2 separate regions of the Sus scrofa genome follow, and region 1 is linked to region 2. The links are chromatin contacts, called in public promoter capture Hi-C maps. All regions are on one chromosome and are shown on one strand. The core of a region is the stretch at or near the end of the contact, and the rest is flanking DNA. Distances in the headings are between cores, read along the strand shown. Region 1 holds the start of ZDHHC5 (palmitoyltransferase ZDHHC5). Region 2 holds the start of OSBP (oxysterol-binding protein 1).

Region 1 (3,321 bases), core at 21-2,520, 1.4 Mb before region 2:
CACAGCTCACAGCAATGCCGGATACCCCACCCACTGAGCGAGGCCAGGGATCCAACCTGCAACCTCATGGATACTAGTCAGATTCGTTAACTACTTAGCCATGACAGGAACTCCAAGATTTCATTTTTTAAATACACACTGTCATTAAAAGAGCTATGCAGGAGTTCCCACCAAGGACTCGACTTGTCTCTGTGGCAGAGCAAGTTTCATCCCCAGCCTGGTGCAGTGGGTTATGGATATGTAGAGAAGGTCGCAGCTGCGGCTCCTATTCCATCCCTGGCCCCGGAACTACCATATGCTGCGGGTGCCGCCATTAAAACAAACAAACAACAACAAAACAAAACTCTGAAGCATGCAGCAACAAATGGTAGATTGAGGCACTTAGCAAGCATGTAATAGAACCTGTTACATAAGCCATGTCAGAGAAAGAACTAGATTAGACCTCAGAAAAGAAGGCAGATCTTTCCCATGCCGCCTAGTGCTCAGAGCATATTTTAAACTAGCAACATTTGACACCAAAGACCAGGACAGACCGCAGGATTTAGAATCACACTTTACAGGTGAGGAATCTTGGCTTCAGTGAAGTGGCTGGTGGAACACTTTTGAAAGACTATTACGTAATAGCCAGGGCAGCTTTCAAAAAAGAAATGGCCTTGAGCTAAATGAGAACACCAGGCCTTGCTCTTGGGTTCACAACGTTGTAGGGCTAATTAGGACAAGATGTGGCGCTGTGATCTATGTAGCGTTGGCCAGCAGCTCCAGAGACAGGAGCTTCTAGAGAATCTTTTCCTTCCTGCCTGTATTTCCCGGATTGGGCGAGGTTACATGTCGGCACCCAGCTCAGGGGCTGCAGTGAAACGCTAAGGGAATCAGGCGAAGCCAAGAGTCAGCTCCCACTCCGGGGGGTTGCGACTGCCTCAGCGCGCGTCCTGTGTTCCTCTTCCACGGTTGGCACTATGGTTCCAAAGCTCGCGCTCGCTCTCCTTCCTCTTCCTCCTAGGCCTTCGGCAGGAGCTTCGCTCCCCACAGACTCTTCACTCCGGGAGGCCCCTCCGTGCGGAAGCCATAAGCCAGACCTTTCCATTATCCTGAGATTCTGCTGGTACTAGGGAACTCGCCGGTCTAATGAATGCTCCATCAAAATTGTTTTAAATAAAGTTTTCGCCATCAAAAAAAAAAAAAGAAAGAGAAAAAAGAAAAAAGGGAGAGGGCCAATTAGTGGGCAAACTGTTGGCCAATGACTGAAGAAGCTGAAGCCGGAAGACGCCGGGGCCTGTGGGTGATTGGTTACTCCAGAAGCCTGTCTGGAGCGTACCACACTTACTGGAGGGGGTTTGGCGAATTTGGAAGGGTAACTACTTGCTTTTGAGTACTCTCGGTACGCACATTTAATTATTTTTCACGTCTGAGTTTTCCTGCTTCGATACGGGAGGGGCACAAAGCAGGAAGCAGAAAAAGGGAAGAGTGGCCCCGCCATTTCCCCTTTTCCGACTACTGCGCAGTACGCCCACCCATCTCTGCTGGTCGAAGGCCCTTGCGCGCGCGTTCTCGTTTTCTCGCGTGGTACGGCGCTGTGCTCTTGCAGCCAATCAGACCGCGAGGTCGCCGCGGTCGCCGGCGTGCGCGCGCACGCCCTAGAGCTGCGTCGGGGTGGGGGCTATGGGTGAATGGGAGAGTGAGCGGGGGCGGGCGCGGCGGCGCGAGCCGCATGAATGAGAGGAACGTGCCCTGCGCGAGACGTCGCGCGCGCCCGGGACAGGGAGCCAATGGGAACGCTGGGAGGGCTCGAGACCCGGCTCTGAGGGCAACGGCCGCGCGCTGACTCGAAGGCGAGCGTCGCTGAGCGGGGGCGCGCTGAGCAGGGCGGGCGTGGAGCGTGCGGCGGCCGCGCGCTGCCTCTCAGAGGCCGGACGGCACTACCGGGAGGCGGCGGCGACTACGACGGTAGCGGTGACGGGAACAGCGCCGGGGGTGAGTACCGGGGACACCGGCCCCTACGGAACCGGAAGTGTCGGGCCAGGAAGGTGGGAGGGGAGAGTGACCTCTAGGGAAGGGGGACCCAAGAGGGGGAGGTGGTTTGAGGCCCCATTCCTCCTCCGGGCCGGGTCATCCAACTGCGGCGGGACCCGTGGGCCCCGGAAACGGACGACGAGTAGAGGCCGGGGATCCACGGCTGCCGGGGCTCAGAACCGGTTAGTGCCGGGTCGCCGGGTCCCAGCTGGGGACCCCGGTCCCTACGCGCCTGGCGCCCAGCCGCCGCCCCTCCCGCCCCCGGCTCTGCGACCCGGGGCTCTGTAGTCTCCCGCGGCTCCAATGGGCCCTGCCGCCGCGGATGCGGTCTTCCCTGTCTCGGCCATCCCTGCCCCTTACCGTGATTCTCGATACCCCCGCTCCGGGGTAGGGATTGGGTGCCATTCCCTCCCTGCTTTTTAGGTCCTTCACCCCACTCTGCTGATACTTATTTTGGCTCAAGCCTCATCCTGTTACCTGTTCTCTTGCATCCGTCCGCTTCCTCCCCTACCCCCACCAGCGGGAGCTCCATGCTTTTAGTACTCTGTACTTTTTACAAGTGGAACTCGAATGTGTTTGACATTATTTTACCTATAGGAATCTCTTGTGAGATAGGGAGGTAGAAAGCGTTTTACCCACTTGGCCGAATGAAAACATTGAAATGAGAAGTAAGAGACTTAAAGTTACGAAAGGAGGTGTAGGATTAGATACATGTTATACTCTAGATCATTTTTCTGCCTTGGATTTTTCACTTCCTGGTTAATGCCATCTTGTCTAGGTTGACCTTATTCGCATCCCTATCGTTTTATCCCAGTATTTCTCTGTACTGGGTTAAATCTCTTCAGAATGTTTATCACCCATTCTTTAAACCCACCTAATGCTTACAAGATTTATATTGCCATGTACTTTACTACCCACCCACCCCCGCCGCCCCGTATGTAATAACACCCATATTAAACTTCTGTTTGACTCTTCAGCCAGTATTTTGACATGTGGGTTATTCCATGATACCTTGGTTACTTTGTATTAAGACTTATACTATTATACTTCTTTATTTCAACAAGCAATACTTGTGCTGTCAGTCTTGCTGCCATACCTATTCACCCCTTTAAGGAGGTACTTGTATTAAACCTTTGTTAAAGCCCTCAAACCCAACCTTTGTAATTTGTTTTATATATATATATATATATATATATATATACATATTTCCAATCCATAGATTGCTCTATGCCCGAATGTGACATACACATTCTTGTGCACCTTTTTCTACTGGTATGGATCCAGACTACTGGCTCTGATGAGCCACAGTCA
Region 2 (3,282 bases), core at 281-2,780:
CGCATTGTTGTGGGGAGTCAAAGGATACCATATGTAAAAGACCTATCCAAACTGTCCAGCATTCAGGAAATGTTAATGTCCTGTCTCCAAATCCAGCATCTTAACCTTTCTATAGTAACATGAGTGGCCAAAAGCATGTTATGTTATGGCAAGACTGTGAGTTACCATAAATATGTATTAAATAATCCAAAACAAGCATTGCTGAACAGAAGGGTCATTCCAAAGACATGGGTTCTTCTTTTAATGAAAAAACCTGATTAACCAGAGAGAGCCCAGAAATACTGGATGGAACACTTAATCATTCCCATGGGAGGAGGTGGGGCAGGCAAAAATGAGAAAGGCTGGAGTGCACTTCTCCATTCTGGGCTGTCTAGAAGGCAAAAGCATAGGCAAATCTTGGAAGAGATAAAGACAGGGGACAGCTACCGAGGCCACCCTGTGTGTGGTGTCCTTCAGCCTGAATGTGGAGAGACCAAAAGGCGGGTAGATCAAGGGCTGCTAATAACCTTGAATTTTGGAGACTGGGCCCAGATAGCTAAGCCTTGAGACTTTCGCACTTAAGTTCTTTGGGAGTGGTGCCTGCGATCAGCCCTCATATATGTGCCCTTTAGCACCTACATCGGCGCCTTCCTTGCAGAATTAATCATTGCACCGATGTGCTGCTGGAAACACAATGGAAGAGAAGAGGCTCTCGGAACAACTCAAAGGGCCAGGCACCGAGCGGAAGGTCTAGCACTAAGGGTGGGTCACCCAGGTGGAGGGGCAAGTCCTGGGGCGTTCATTTTCGTGAGGGTGGACTTGTGTCAGGGGCTGTCAATGCACGCAGGTGACGAAAAGGGGCCTGGGGCGACCTTGGCTGCTGCGCGGGCTGGAGAGGGTGACGGCGCGGGGACTGTGGGCTGCGATGGGAGACGGCGCCCCGGAAGCAGTTACCTGTAGTAGCTCAGGAGCCCGTTGCTCAGCACGAACCACCGCCGCTGGTAGCCTTTGATATAATTGGTCCATTTGAAGAGCCAGCCCTCGCGAGCCGAGCCTGATCCCCCAGCGCCCGAGCCGCCCGAGCCCCCCGCCGGCGGCGCAGGAGCCGGGCCCGCTGCCGCCACTCCCCCGGCCCCGGGACCCGGGCCGCCCGCCGACACCGCGGCCACCGTGCTCGGCGCGGCCGCGGAGCCTGGCCCCGAGTCTCCGCGGCCGCCCGCGCCGCCTCCTCCCACCATGGGGGGACCGGCGCCGCCGCCGCCCGGAGCCGCCATGGCTGTCGGGCCCGGGCCCATCACTCCTCTCAGTTCCGTCGCCGCCATGAGCCGCCGCCGCCCTGAGATACAGGACCGGAACCGCCTACGAGAGCCGCCGTCGCCGCCCGGAGGGCCCCACACGGCTAGCGCATCAGCCGCCGCCGCGCACCGTCCCCGCCCCGCCAGGCCGGCCGCGGGGAGGAGGGCTCGGCCGCCGGGAAGGAAAAAGTCGATTGGTGCCGCCGAGTGTCACTTGCGGAAGACCCCTAGGACATTGGCATTTCTCTTGGGCCTGTCATTACACACCGCCCAGTGAAAACTGAGGGTGGGACGCTTCCGCCAAGCACGCCATTGATTGGTGCAAGTGAAGGCCAATCAGATTTCTGTACATTTCATTGGTGCTTTCCCGAAGTCTCCAGCGCTCCGGGAGGCCTCAAGTATGCAGACTGCCCAGCCAGTTTGATTGTCGATTGGCTAGAACTTCTGCCACTCATTTTAGTTTATGCCCCCGTCACCGCCACGTCACCCCCTCCCAGCACCCTTCTCCTTGTCTCTCTTCCGCCCTTACGGATTGGTGGTTGGTATCAGCTGCTCAACCTTTTCTACCATTTACCGAACGAGTTGAGGAGAAGGAGGAGGAGTCTAGCCATCACAGCCTCACTTTAATTTCTTACTGGTTAGAATGAATGTCCCTCACATGTTGGGGGAGGGACGGGGCAGTGATTGGAGATGATTGGTTCCGGAGGTTGTCTGTGAACCAGGAGCTTGGCAATGATGACCAATGAAAGAGACGGACTGAGCGAGGGCAGGCCAGGGCAGCCAATAAAATCTGGGAGAAGCACTTGCCGGGCGAGCCCTTCTGCTTCCACCTTTGGTGAACTTTCTAAGAGGCAGAAGCGGGTCAGCGTCCCGAAAGCATATTTTTGCTGTATGCGCAGCGTAGGAATCCCTCTTTCTGAGTTAAGATTTCTATTGTTTCTTGTTAGGAGGAGTGATTCTTAGTAGACAGCCCCTGCCCGAGTCTCTCCTTTCCAGGGCCGCCTTCTAGCAGCTGGCTCCCAGCTGGAGACCAGAATTAATGGGGAGCCCAGAGATAGCTTCCCACTTTCCTCCTGAATCCACCATTCTAATAATGTTCCCTGGTTTGCTCATCGTCCACCACACCTCTTATCTCTTGCTTCTAGACTCCTAATTCTGTCCCACGAGTTGCTGACCCAGCTGTGAGGAGAAAATAGACTCGCGAGGACCTGACTTTATATCTACTTGCGACCCATGTCTTCCAGTCCAAAGGGCCCTTGGCTGTAGCATCATATGCTCACGTGTGTATACTTAACCTTGCACGGAAAGTAGTTATTTCAGATAAATTGTTCACACATTTGTGAACGTCACAAATTTAGTATCTCATTTAGCATTTAGATGTTGTGAACTATTGTTGCAAAAGGAGCTCTGGGGAACCTGGAACTTGCTACATTTTTCTGATTTCACTGGGCAACAGAAATAGCTGTTAGACATTGTAAAATTGCTTTTTTCCCTGCAGTGTGCTTCACGGTATCAAGGAAATAAAGAAAAATATCCTGTTAGAAAGCTTTTAAAGAAGAGAAATATCCATTGAATTCTGGAAAGAGAATACACTTTGAAAAGGAGTTCCCACCGTGGCGCGTGGTTAACGAATCCGACTAGGAACCATGAGGTTGAGGGTTCGATCCCTGGCCTTGCTCAGTGGGTTAACGATCCGGCGTTGCCGTGACCTGTGGTGTAGGTTGCAGACGTGGCTCGGATCCTCCGTTGCTGCGGCTCTGGTGTAGGCTGGTGGCTACAGCTCCGATTGGAACCCTAGCCTGGGAACCTCCATATGCCGCGGGAGCGGCCCCAGAAATGGCAAAAAGACAAAAAAAAAAAGAAAATCTGCAGTTAGATGTAGGCTACTTGGGTTAATTGTTTTAACTGAGCTAAGATGAATTCTTTTATGCTTGAGTCCTGCCTTTGCTACTTATCGGCTCTCTGACTTCGGGAAAGTCATTTAGGCACCCCAAGCCTCAGTTTTCAC

The links. Promoter capture Hi-C pulls out the DNA fragments that hold promoters and counts their contacts.
Region 1: a promoter capture Hi-C map of liver shows a contact between it and region 2, with 5 times the contacts expected there. The contact joins the promoter of ZDHHC5 here to the promoter of OSBP in region 2. A contact is called at or near these places in 2 of 5 promoter capture datasets (fetal liver and liver) and 1 of 2 datasets of contacts at active chromatin or transcription factors (skeletal muscle).

What each region holds. Positions count from the first base shown.
Region 1 is chr2:13,274,466-13,277,786 of Sscrofa11.1, reverse strand. It overlaps ZDHHC5 (palmitoyltransferase ZDHHC5), which reads left to right and starts at 1,270. Exons shown (of 12, transcript XM_021083028.1): 1 at 1,270-1,378.
Region 2 is chr2:11,874,542-11,877,823 of Sscrofa11.1, reverse strand. OSBP (oxysterol-binding protein 1) reads right to left here and starts at 1,530. Exons shown (of 14, transcript XM_021082995.1): 1 at 934-1,530. The coding sequence starts at 1,301.